2 separate regions of the Mus musculus genome follow, and region 1 is linked to region 2. Evidence: chromatin contacts called from public promoter capture Hi-C data. All regions are on one chromosome and are shown on one strand. The core of a region is the stretch at or near the end of the contact, and the rest is flanking DNA. Distances in the headings are between cores, read along the strand shown.

What was found. Promoter capture Hi-C pulls out the DNA fragments that hold promoters and counts their contacts.
Region 1: a promoter capture Hi-C map of pre-B cells shows a contact between it and region 2, with 3 times the contacts expected there. The contact joins the promoter of Parp9 here to the promoter of Adprh in region 2. A contact is called at or near these places in 3 of 39 promoter capture datasets (liver and pre-B cells) and 2 of 115 datasets of contacts at active chromatin or transcription factors (bone marrow-derived dendritic cells and large pre-B cells).

What each region holds. Positions count from the first base shown.
Region 1 is chr16:35,935,008-35,941,240 of GRCm38.p6, reverse strand. Parp9 (poly (ADP-ribose) polymerase family, member 9) reads right to left here and starts at 2,771. Exons shown (of 11, transcript NM_030253.3): 1 at 2,181-2,771; 2 at 106-208. The coding sequence starts at 120. Dtx3l (deltex 3-like, E3 ubiquitin ligase) reads left to right here and starts at 2,214. Exons shown (of 5, transcript NM_001013371.2): 1 at 2,214-2,547; 2 at 4,614-4,864. The coding sequence starts at 2,364.
Region 2 is chr16:38,450,114-38,456,257 of GRCm38.p6, reverse strand. Adprh (ADP-ribosylarginine hydrolase) reads left to right here and starts at 3,569. Exons shown (of 4, transcript NM_007414.3): 1 at 3,569-3,729; 2 at 5,775-6,129. The coding sequence starts at 5,817.

The DNA of each region.
Region 1 (6,233 bases), core at 1,522-4,021, 2.5 Mb after region 2:
GCTAGGTGTAACTGAAGGCCCCAGCTTTCTTAATGTTGTGGGGAGAACCCTTCATGTAATAATTGGATTTTTCATGATGAAAAGTATTTATATTTCTGGGTTTACCATGTAATAGGCCATTCTTCAGGTCCCACGTGGGTCTTCAGATATTTATATTTGTTTGTGTTTCCAAGTGTAGTCTGTAGATCGAGGAGATGGTGGCCTGTTTCTGGGAACAGATAGAAAGAACGCAATAAGAGCTGGCCAAAGCGGAGGCAACTTGGGTTTTGGTTACTGTTTTTGAGATAAGGTCACATCAAGTTACTCTTGCCTGGTCTGGAACGTGCTATGGAGATGAAGACACCTGGATACTAGTTTTAAAGGCTTGTGCCACCAATGACTAAAGCCAAGGGGGATCTTCTAGGAATACAACATAGGAGGCTGACGCTTTTGATCCCATTGCTGGGAGACAGAGACAGCTGAGTTTGAGGCCAGCCTGGTCTACAAGTTCTATGACAGCCAGGACTACACAGAAAAAAAAAGACCCTGTTTGGGAAAAAAAGAAGAAGGAGGAGGAGGAGGAGGAGGAGGAGGAGGAGGAGGAGGAGGAGGAGAAGGAGAAGGAGAAGGAGAAGAAGAAGAAGAAGAAGAAGAAGAAGAAGAAGAAGAAGAAGAAGAAGAAGAAGAAATAAACCATAGGAGACCTGAAAGAAAATTCTGCTGTTTAGAGTTTTTCATGTCAATGGTGAGGATGACCATGTGATTATAGCATTAATACTGTTTACCTTCAGGGAATTTTAGTTGGAGTGGGGGGGGGGGGGGCTGGAGGGGCTGGAATAGGAAACGCTTTACAGAAGTGAGGTCTTGAAGGTGTTGGTACACTTAGAAAATGGTAACAAAGTGCTGAGACCAGGCAAACCACCTAAGGAGCAGCCTTCTCAACAGTGGTGCGTCCCACCGGGCGTGTGAAGACTGAGGAAACTGCTTGAACCTGCACGGGCTGTGTTCTGAATCTGTGATAAACAACTCTGACCTAAGGATGTCTGGATAAAAATCTGAAGCTCTGGGAAATCGCACTTTCTCATGATTTTAACCTAGTAGCCTAAAAACTAAAATTATGAAATGTTAGACTCATGACTAACACTTACAATAGTCTCTGGGATGATCTGTAATGTCTTTGCAGTAGAAAAACACTGTACAACACGAGAGCACAGCTGGCCATGCCCATCCAGGAGTCACTCGAATACTAACCCCAAACTGGCCGGACAGGATCCGGGGAGCCTGCAGAGGGCAGTATTGCTTTCACACAAGAAAGACCTCTAAGGTTCCTTGGAGGCTGCAGCTGAGAGGTTGCTTTGGGGTGCACTTGTCTGTCTTGAGGCAAGCAGGCCAAAAGCAAAACTTCCTTTTTCCTTGTCCTTTTATATAGGCTGCTACCAGGACGCGTGACCCAGATTTAGGGCGGGTCTTCCAGTCTCAAAAGACCCAATCAAGAAAATCGCTCACAAGCACTACCCAGCTAGCTGGGGTTTTAGCTGATTCCAGACGCAGTCAAAATGACAACCAAGATTAACCATCACCTATGAGCTAAACTATGGTGTTAACCTTTAGAATTAACACACATAATCCCCACTTTATTTCTGTTGACGCTATAGATCTTACAGACCCTTCCTCTTCCTCTCCCTGGCCTGGAACCCAGCCCTCTGGACTTTAGGCTACTGCTGTCCCAGCCTAGAATACTTTCCTCCCCTCCCCCAACCCCTTAAGATACCTCTTGAAACCTGCTCTTTGGCTTTTGCTTTGTTCACAGGTACTGACTGCTTCTGTGCTCAGTTCCTCGTTACCTCCCTCTCTAGGGACTCAGGGAAGCAAGCCGATCTGTGCTATTCGCTAACTTAAGGCCCTCGAGCAGAAAATCCCTAAGGTGCCCAGCTAACAGGAAAAGTACAGGTCACCAAGCAGGTAAACTCTCTCCACTTGAAATCAGAACCGCATCTCAGTAAATACTAGTTACAACAATCATTTCAAAAAGTACAAACAGGTGAAACTCTTTACCCCTCTATTCCGCTCCACCCTTGAGAGGCCTGAACCTGGGATCCGGGTTCCCGCCAAACTTCCGATCCTGCAAGAATAGAAGGGCGACCTGCCACCGTAGGGAAACTTCCTCTGAGCGCCCACCGCCGAGCGTGCGAACTACTCACCGGGTGATGGCTCTGAGAGATGGCAGAGCAAGACAGGCGGCGGCTCTGCGGAGAACAAGGAGGGACCTTCTGGGGAATCGAAACTGAAACTTTGCCTCTCGGGTCTTTAGGGCAGGGCTCGCCTTTGCTCTTCCCTGTCTGTGCAGCGCCCCTGAGCCCCAAACGAGCCAGACGCGGATAGCCATGGCTTCCAGTCCCGACCCGCCGTCCCCGCTACTCGTACGGCTGCGGGAGTCCATCCCCAAGGCGCACAGGAAGCTCGAGATATACTTCCAGAGCCGGGCCTCGGGAGGTGGGGAGTGCTCTGTCCAGCCCGTGGGCCCCAGCGCCCCGGACACCTACGAGGTGAAGTTCCTAAAAAAAGCAGGTGAGCCGGGGCAGGGGAAACAGGGCAAGGCTCGGGTGCAAGGGTAGAACCAGCAGGTTTCCAAACCGATCCCTGCATGCTTCCGACGAGAGCCCACGCGAGTGTGGCTCTCTGTCTGTGGGAGAGTGCGGTCCACAGACTCCCTCCATCCCACAGTGGCGGAGAGAGCCTCGTATGAGTCCAGCCGCTGATGAGGTCGCGGTTCGACTCCATCTGAGAATTTCCCAGCAGACCCAGTTGAGAGAAGAAACAAAGTGTGGGGGTTGGGATTGAGGAGGAAATCCAGAACCTTGTGCACGCTAGGCAAGTGCTCCACCACCGATCTCGACTCCAAGCCATTTTAATGTTGTAAATAAAGATTCCGTTGACTTATTTTTAAGGACTACAAAAGTAATATATGACTTTAAAGAGGAAAGTCAAAGAAAAATTATCTGAAGATAGTTTGGTGGGGTTTGGTTTGGTTTTGGTTTTGGTTTTTGGTGTGTGTGTGTGTGTGTGTGTGTGTGTGTGTGTGTGTGTGTGTGTGTTTGGTTGATTTTAGAGACAGGGTTATTCCTTGTATCCTTGTCTGTCCTGGAACTAGCTCCATAGGCTGACCTCAAACTCGCAGAGATCCTCCTTCCTCTACTGGGATTAAAGGCAGGTGGTGCCACACTAATGTCCTCAATGGGGGCATTTTCATGCATTCTTTTCTGAGAGTCAGCAAATGAATATACATTCTAAACTTTTTGATCTTGTTTCTTTTGGGGGGCCGGGGGTTTCACCATTTAACTATACAATAACCATTATTCAATGTCATTGAAATGAGAGATTCAAAACCATTACAAAACATAGGTTTCCCCACCACCACCCCTTTGAGACAGGATCTTGCCATGTGCCATTGGTTGGCCTTGAACTCATAATACCCCTACCCCTACCACTACCATTTAAGTGCTAGATTGTGAGTGTGTACCAGCATGCCCAGACTAGAAATGTGATTTCTAATAACCAAATTATATTCCTATGCTAAAACTTAAGCTCCCTTCTTTAGAGTTCTGATTAGCTTCTCCTATCACCAGCCTGCTATTCCAGAATGCCAGAAATAACTGTTCAGGTCCTCTGTATGCATTTGACCAGGAGCCTACAACAGATACCACCAAGGGCCAACTTGGTGAACCAATGCATTACTTATTGCATTGGTATTGGTTATTGGATTTACTTACAGGAATATGGGAAACGACTCAAAGGCAACTGCATCACCAAAGCCCACCTAGCATGGGTGACAGCTCACAAAGCTGGGAACCTGGAGCTCACTGCACACCTACAGGCAGCTCAATAGGTTAGGGAGTGTTCTTTCCAGGTGGCTCAGTTGGTCTAAACTTCCTCCTAAGTGGAGCTTAGAGTTCACTTCCTGCAGGCAGCTTCTCTGGTGGTTTAAGTTTTCTTCACAGCTTGTTTTGTCTAAGAGTCTCCTATGCAGACCTTTAATGAGTCCTCACAGCAGCTCTGTTCTGGGAGTCTCAGGAGGACTCTTCCCAACAGTCTCTATTGTTTATTCATTCAGGGAGGGGCCTATGAGTCTGGTCAGTTTCTGGGATTTCCTGAAGCTATTTTGAGTTGTTTACCTTCTTGCTTAAGGAACTTCTTTGCAGGGTGGAATGTTTCAGTCTTGAGAAAATTTACACAACAGTCCCATACCCTATGGTTTATTCAAATAAAGTCTATGGAAGGCGAACCAATGCATTTATAGTAGTGGCACATGCCTTTAATTGTAGCACTCTGGAGGCAGGGGCAGGCAGATCTCTGTGAGTTCAAGGCCACCCTGGTCTACACCAGGAGTTTCAGGACAGCCAGGACTACCTAAGGTCTCAAAAACAAAAAATAAAACAAAACAAAAAAATGAACAACTAAAAAGCATATGTGAGAACATGGGTAGCTTATGTGAAAGTCCTAAGCTTATTAGGGACATCTCTGGAGGTAGCATGCTCAGACGTTTCTAGAATCAACCTACAGGGATACTGAGGATCAGCTATGTAAATTCTCTCTTATTTCTGTGTGAATGTGTATGTTTAATGTCTCCCCTGAAGATAAGGAGAAAGTGTTGAAAAAGAGCGAACACGAGATGTTGGTCCATAACAAACCTGTGACCATTGTCCTGGAAACTACTAAAAAGCCAGTAGAGGACCTGAGACCCAGACTCCCATCCTTGACACAGCCAGTGGAGACACCAAGCTCCAGACCTCCGTCCTTGACGGGGTCTCTGGATGAAGCACTTTGTGATGACATACATCCCCAGGACGGGCTCGTTTCTAACTCTGTTGACTCAGTTGTCCAAAAGGTGAGTGTTGACAGAGGAGCTGATGCTGCCCTGGCATCTGCTCCTCCCTTCCCCTCGGTGTTTTCGGGCAGCCTTGTGCACCCCGGACTGTACAGGGAGGAATGAAGCTTAGTTGGTACAGGTGGATTAGCAAGATCTCAGCCAGCCTGAGTTAGGGAGAAACAGCCTTCTCTGGACATGGTTTTCAGGGAAACCTCCCTCTTTATTGGGGTGAACAGGGGCTATATAAACCTGCGGAAGTGGGTAGGGGTTTCGGAGGTGAGTGTCATCATTGGCTGGGGGCATAGATGCTGGGGAATGCTTTATTTGTGTGAAGAGGAATTCCAGGTGCTTGCTTGCTGGACATGTCCTTTTAAGGAGAGAGGAAGTTTAACTTGTGATCTAGCCACCAGGCTACAAGACTGCCTCGAGTGGTGGAGGTGGGGGTCATAAGGCTCCTGTGCACTGGGACATCCTGGTTCCGACCAAGGAGGAAGCAGTCCTGGAGTCTGCGGGTCTCCAGATGTGATTTTCAGGTTCAAACGTATCTGGACCTCACTCTTGCTCCTGACTGGCACCCCTGGTCTCACAGCTTTGGGAACCCACAAGCTGGCACTGTTTCTACAACTGCTTCTGTGGTCACCGCCTCTGCCTTTTTGGTCTAACAACCTTGTCCCAGGGGCTAGCTCCAGGCGAGGCACTGGTCTAGGCACTGGACTACAGAGGCACAGAGACAAGATTCCCATCCTCATGCAGCCTGTGTTGGGTGTGCAGACAGGAAGCAATGAGCTGAGTAGAAGTACTTCCAAGACTAAGACATGCAAGAATTAAAAACAGAGTTTTGTCTCAGAGAAGAGCAGGGTGAGGGCTTGCAAGGGGACAATGGGAGAACTTCTTGATGAAGTGACATTTAGCCTGAGGCTTAAATGATAAGAGTGCATCAGCTATTTAAAAAAAAAAAAATGTGTTTTCCAAATAGAGACTATTTTCTGTGTGCCAGGCAGTGTTGTAGGGGCTGGGGACACAGACACATTGCAGACTGCTCTTAGGGCCCTTAGCTATCTAGTAAGGGAAGCAAAGAATAGTAAATAGATTTATAATAAAAGTCTTTCCAGCAACAAGTGCAGGAAGAATAAAGGCAGATATGTGACAGTGGCAGAAACACTCTCATAAATAGGGCGCAAACGAAGAGACACACAGATCCAAATGATGCTTCATCTAAAAATCAGGAATAAATGAAAAGAGAGTAAGTAAGAAAAGCTGTGTGGCTTTGTAATTAGGACATTCCAGGCTGAGGGAAACGCATGCACAGACCTCCCAGGAATTGATGTCTTGAACTCAGAAGTCTCAGTGAGGCAAGAGTAGGGAGCAGGCAGTGAGCAAGAGAGGC
Region 2 (6,144 bases), core at 2,320-4,819:
GTCTGAAATTGCCCCCTGCTGTCTCCTGCTTCGCCTTGTCTTCTATTGAGGGGTTTGCACATTTAGAACTGTATATCAATATAATTACACAGAATGCTCTCTTTGTCTGCTGTCCTAGCCCCGTATTTTAAGCATAGCTTGTGAGGAGGCACAGACACCCGCGCCCCCCCCCCCCCGTCCCTTCCCTCCCCCGCCCCTCCTACCCCCAGCATTTGAATATGGGAAGGGATTTGGCCACTGGAAGGCTCTGCGGGAGGAATGGGTTCATACTGCTACAGAACCTTAGATGTTTATTTCTTTGGGGGCAGGCGGCTCCTCAGATGGCCTGTTGGTTCTTTAAAGGCACCCCACCCTAAGAAGCGTCAGGGGTTCCCTTCAGGGAGCAGTTTAGGATAGAGAGCAAGACCCAGGGTGTGAGGGACTGACACCTCTGAGGGAGGAGGAACAGGTTGGAAGGACAAGGCAGCTGAATGTCTCCTTCTAGAATTTTCTCTACTGCAGTGTGTCCGGAAGTCTTCTAGAGACAGCAGTGAGAGCGGACTTACAGTGGTGGGTCCAGGTTGATCAGTGCAGGCCGTGGGGCACAGGGGCCGTGGAAGAAAAATCACCTGACAAACACCCCGTTCTTGTTTTTGTTCTCCCCTGAAGGCTGCGTTCTCTGTGAGAGCCCCGTGGCCAGTGAAGTTCCTCAGTGAGTAGCTGTGGTTGGAGCATGGAAGGCCTTTTGCAAGTTCGGGAAATGAAGTGGGTTTGGGGAGCCAGGAGGGCTGCCCGTCTGGTGGGGGAATCCAACAAAAGTGGGAATGCAGCAACGGAAGCCCTTGGCTAGGAAGTCACCAGAGAAGATTTCAAAATGTACTGGCAGGTCTCTACCAAAGGTTGGGAAGCCCTGGCCTGTGGAGACAAACAAGAAGGACTTCCCCTGCTGTCTTTCTGTTCTGCTTCGAAGGGTTAAGCTTTTCCTAACATTCAGTTGCCAGTTCATCAAGTGTCTCTGTCACCAAGCCTCCCCCCACCCGTTTATTCACTGTAATTACTGCCTGCTTCGTTTTGTTTTGTTTTTCGAGACAGGGTTTCTCTGTATATCCTTGGCTGTCCTGGACCTCACTTTGTAGACCAGGCTGGCCTCAAACTCAGAAATCCGCCTGCCTTTGCCTCCCGAGTGCTGAGATTAAAGGTGTGTGCCACCACCATGCCGATATTTTTCTTTACAAGTTTTATATTTACAAGATGCTTAAGACTACTGGGGAAGGGGAGGAACATAGAATATAAAAATCAGGCTATGTGCCTTTAACATAACCAGTGTTTAGCTGCAAGTCATTTTGTGATTTTTTTTTTCTAAGCGGCAGTATGGGAATGGGAAGGCTAATTATGGGCCCCAGGCCTGATTCTTTTTGCATAACCAGATCACACAAACTCCAAGGAACTCTCTTAACTGGTCTGTGTTTCCTCACTAGAATGGGATGAGTTGAACAAATACTCCCATGGAGGTGCCGTCTGATGACGTAAACTATTTTTAAGGACATGTGCATTCTACTTTTGCCATTGTGTCGAGGTAGAGTCTCCTTCTGTACCTCTAAGGCTGTCAGTTAGCAGAATTCTCTTTTTCCAGGGGGAGGGGAGTCCTCTCTCTTAAGATCTTTAAGTGATTCAATGAGGCCTGCCCACATTATGGAGGATAATCCACTGTACCTCATGTTTATTGATATAAAAGCTAATCTCGGCTGTAAAATACCTTCCCATCTGGAGGAAGATTTGAACAATCTGGGTGCTGTGGTCCAGCCAAGAGGACATACAGTTAGCTGCTCAGATATCATCTTAGTCTTCCTGAATGGACCACATAGCAGCTGCTTTTGGCTTTCCACGTCTCCGTCCCTGGCTTTCCAGTTTCCGCACTCTCTGCGTTTATTATTCTGAGGAGTTTTCTGGTCTATCCTGTGCTCTGTTCTCCTTTGGCCCTTGCTGCTGTTCCACTGTTAGTCTCTGTTAGAGAGTCCAACCCACCCTGCATATGAACTACTTCCTGTCAGTGTGCAGGGGTGCTAGTGCACGGTCCCTAAGCTTTATCAGTCAGAACACTCATAGTGTTACAGTGTCATCCGCACTCAACACATTTGGGTCTATGCAGTGTCAAAGCTGTCTTGGACTGTTCTGTTTTCTGATCCTCAGTGAATCTTTTCTCTTTTAAAACAGTTTTAACCGCGATCTGGTGAGAGAGCAGCTGGACCCCAGGGCCTCACCCTTTTTATTGTATCAAACTAGAAGTTGGCTTATTGTGGAAGTGTTAATGTTTGTGGACATTTGGAGTCACATTAGTAGTTGATAAAGCCAGTTTTTAAGAAAGGATATAAAATTCTATTTAAAAAATGACCCCATTGTTTTAAAATCATATGCATACCATAAAGACTGATATATGTATCAGGGGTAACATCTAGTTTCTATTTTTCTCTAAAATATCTTTAGATATAATATAGAAAAAATATTCTAAAAGATATAAACTAGGTGTGGTGTTGTAAGACTGAAATTCTAGCATTCTAAAGGTAGAGGCAGGAGGATCACGAGTTTGAGACCAGCCTAGTCTCAAAAAATAAATCAAAATTTAATTTTCCTTCATTCCTCTCTTTACTCGGAAAGCTTCTTGTTCCTCTTCTAATTATTTGCAATTTGATGCTTACCCTTCCAAGCAACACACACACATTTATTAAATATATTAACTTTCCTATGACTTATCAATTTATTTTTGCTTAATAAAAGTCCCTAAACTCCACGTGAACACCTCCTTTATTATTGTGATTAATAGATTTATTTACACAAGAATAGAGTCACCAACGCCAAAATTAATAGATGTTAAATGTTCAGTTCAAGTTTCCTTCCCAGATAAGTCTTTCCTTTTTTTCTGTTTTGAAGACATAGAAGAGGGGATGTGAGTTCTTGGGAGTAGGTCTGAAATTTTTGAGCAGACATGTTCTGATCTTAAGTCTAAGGAGTCAAAGCAGGATCTTTGATGTGCGTCAGGGTCACTGTATAGAAGCAGATACTCCATTTAAGCACAAGGCCCGATTTGTGCCTTTCCGGAGACGAGGCTGTACCGAGCTGGGTCGAGGGTACGGGGGAGTGTTCACTGGCACACGTTTATTCTCGGAACCTGACATCTGGGCTCAACGCCGCCATTGCCACCTTAGGGTTTTAACAAATCCAGAGTCATAATTTAGGGGAAAGAACCTTAAGAGTTCCCCTCTAAGCTCCCGTTTGAAACCCTTCTGTGGAGAGCACGCAGAACCACGGCTGAACGGACTAGGGTTAGAATCGGTGAGCCCAAGCCGCTCTGGGCGGTGGGTACCAGGCTCTGGGAGTCCAACGGTCCGCGGGGCAGAACCCTGGCAGGGCAGAACCCTGGCAGGGCGAGCACGAGGCTGGCCGGACACCACTCCACTCGGCCCACACGCAGCGCGGAGCGGTTCCCGAGCTGATGCGCAAGGCTTGGGCGCCCCCAGCACCGCCCCTTCCTCCTTCCGTCCAGTGCGGAGGACGCGGGAGGACGCAGCTCCGCCGGAAGCCGCTGTGCGCCAGCGACCCGCCCGGCCCGCGGCTCCGCCCCTGTTCGGCTTTTGGCTTGGGTGCCCACAGCAGGACTCCTGCGCCCGGTACCCCGCCTCCAGCTCGGGCAATCCTGCCCTCGGCTCTGGACCACCCCGATCCCGCCCCACGCTCTCAGCTCCGCCTCAGCAGGTACAGCCAGGAGTCCCCGAGCCACTCTCCTCTTACTGACCTTAGTACCCGCTCGGTCCCGCTCTCACCTCCAGACTGGTGCTAGGCCAGTGTCCTCAAAGTGGCCACCAAGACTTTCCTGAGTGCATCGCGGCCTCCCCTCCCCTCATCCCCTCTCCCTATTCCTCTTTCTACCCAGGCCAGGAAACCAATGGGAAATCCCGAAGTGTACTTCGGCTTTGATTGTATAGTTTGATGGCTTTGTCACCTGTGCCCGTTTAGAGTGGGTTAAGGAATAATGACTTCTGAAGGGTGGGTCTGGGCCAGGATGGATGCATGTGCCAAGGTGAAAAGGAATTTCAAAGAGAAAAGATACTGGCTACTTCCTCCGTAGGTTCCCACACTCTTCCATGGAGAGCTCAAAAAGGGAACCTGGAGCATTGGGAGGAGAAGGTGGGGGCGTTAGTCCTTAGTTCTCAGAGGTTAACAAAGCTAGGGCTTCGAAAACCTGGGCCAAAACAGGACCTCGGAGAACGAGGCCTTCCTCCCCCACAGATGGGAAACAGATGGGAAACTCCAGCGTGAGAGGATTGTTAGTGGTCACAGAGCTAACACAAGAGACTACAGAACTCTAGTTCCTAGCCGTTATTTATACATAAAACACACACACACAACACCACACACACACAACACACACACACACACACACACACACACACACACACATGTAATCAGGATCAAGCATGGAAAAGCCAGATCTTTACCCTTAACTGCTTCTCCAGGTCTCTGCTGGCCTGTGCCCTAGACCTGAGCAGTGTGACTAGATGGATGGTGGAGGTACCTGGGCTTGAACTAAACCTAAAATGGCGGTTAGAGGAAGAAAGACAGGTGGATGGGAAGAGCTTGGGCTGAGGGCAGGGGTGAGCTAGGTCTTTTTGCCCCTAAGAGTGTTTGCCCCTGTTCATGGGGAGGCTGGGTGCGTGGAGGGGGCAGACAGTGGAACACTGAATCACCACACGGAATGGGTGTCATGGAGCCCTGGCCTGAGTAGAGTAGAAAATGTGTACACCGGGAAGCCAGGGCTTTAGCAAGGATTTCATTTGTGGTGGGAATAGCATTTGCAGCCCGGCACTATAGAACTTTTACCATATAGAAGACAGACAAGGGGCTGGAGACATGGCTCAGCAGTTTGAGAGCACTGGCTGTTCTTCCAGAGGGGCTCAGGTTCAATTCCCAGCACCCACATGGCAGCTCACAGAGCCAGTTCCAGGGGGCCCAACACCCTCACACAGATACCAGTGAAGCCAAAAAACTAGAGTATGTAAATAAAACTGAATATAAACTAGAATATGTAAATAAAACTAAATCATTTAAAAATTTTTAAATATTGCTGGTAAAGGGAAAATTGCTTATAGAATTGGTTGTAGATGGATAATAAAAATAATCACAAAGTTGTGCTCACTATGTACTTTATGGAAATTCATTCATTCATTCATTCATCCCTCATTACACATCTGGGTTTTTCCATTATCACTTTACCTGAGCCCAAAGTTAAGGCCAGGGCCCAGACCATGTAATATGAAGCATTCTGGCGGCAGGGAACTAGGTCGGATTCCATGGTCTGTACCTATTGATTATGTAAACTTAGCTTCCATTTCCTCATCTGTAAACAGTTAGCTGTAGTGTCACTCTCCGCACAAAAGAGAGAGAGATCTTCCAAAGCGAATATCAGGTGATGGAGAAGATGGCAGGCCTGGCTTGACCTGTGGGTTTTAATGGGCTGGCCACTCCTCGAGAGACCACGACACAGCTGGAGACAAGCTTTGGAGTCGAGCTTTGGGCTGTGATAGAGTCCCAGCCCTCCCCGCTAGCTCTGTGGCCTGATTCAGTTCTCTTAATATTTACAGAGCTGCATTCTCTCCACGATGACTGACTTACTCTTGCTTAAGACCCTCGAGCAGCAAATCCCTCATAGAAGACGATCGAATGGGTTAGGCTTAAGGCAGGGCCTGTGGGGAGAGTGTAGATGTTTGTTTTCCGATTCATCTTCCTCTGCTCTTCTCCAGGAGTCTCCGTTGCCCCATAAGCCCGCCTGTGCCAAGCTCAGCATGGGTGGGGGGCTGATTGAGAGGTATGTGGCTGCCATGGTGCTGAGCGCGGCTGGAGATACCTTGGGCTACTTCAACGGGAAGTGGGAGTTCATTCGGGATGGGGAGACGATACACCAGCAGTTGGCCCAGATGGGTGACTTGGAAGCCATAGATGTGGCACGATGGAGAGTCAGTGATGATACCGTCATGCACCTGGCCACAGCGGAGGCCCTCATGGAAGCCGGCCAGTCCCCGGATTTGCCTCGGCTGTATTCCCTACTAGCCAAACATTACCGGGACTGCATGGGAGACATGGATGGCCGGGCACCAGGTGAGTGCCAGTCTC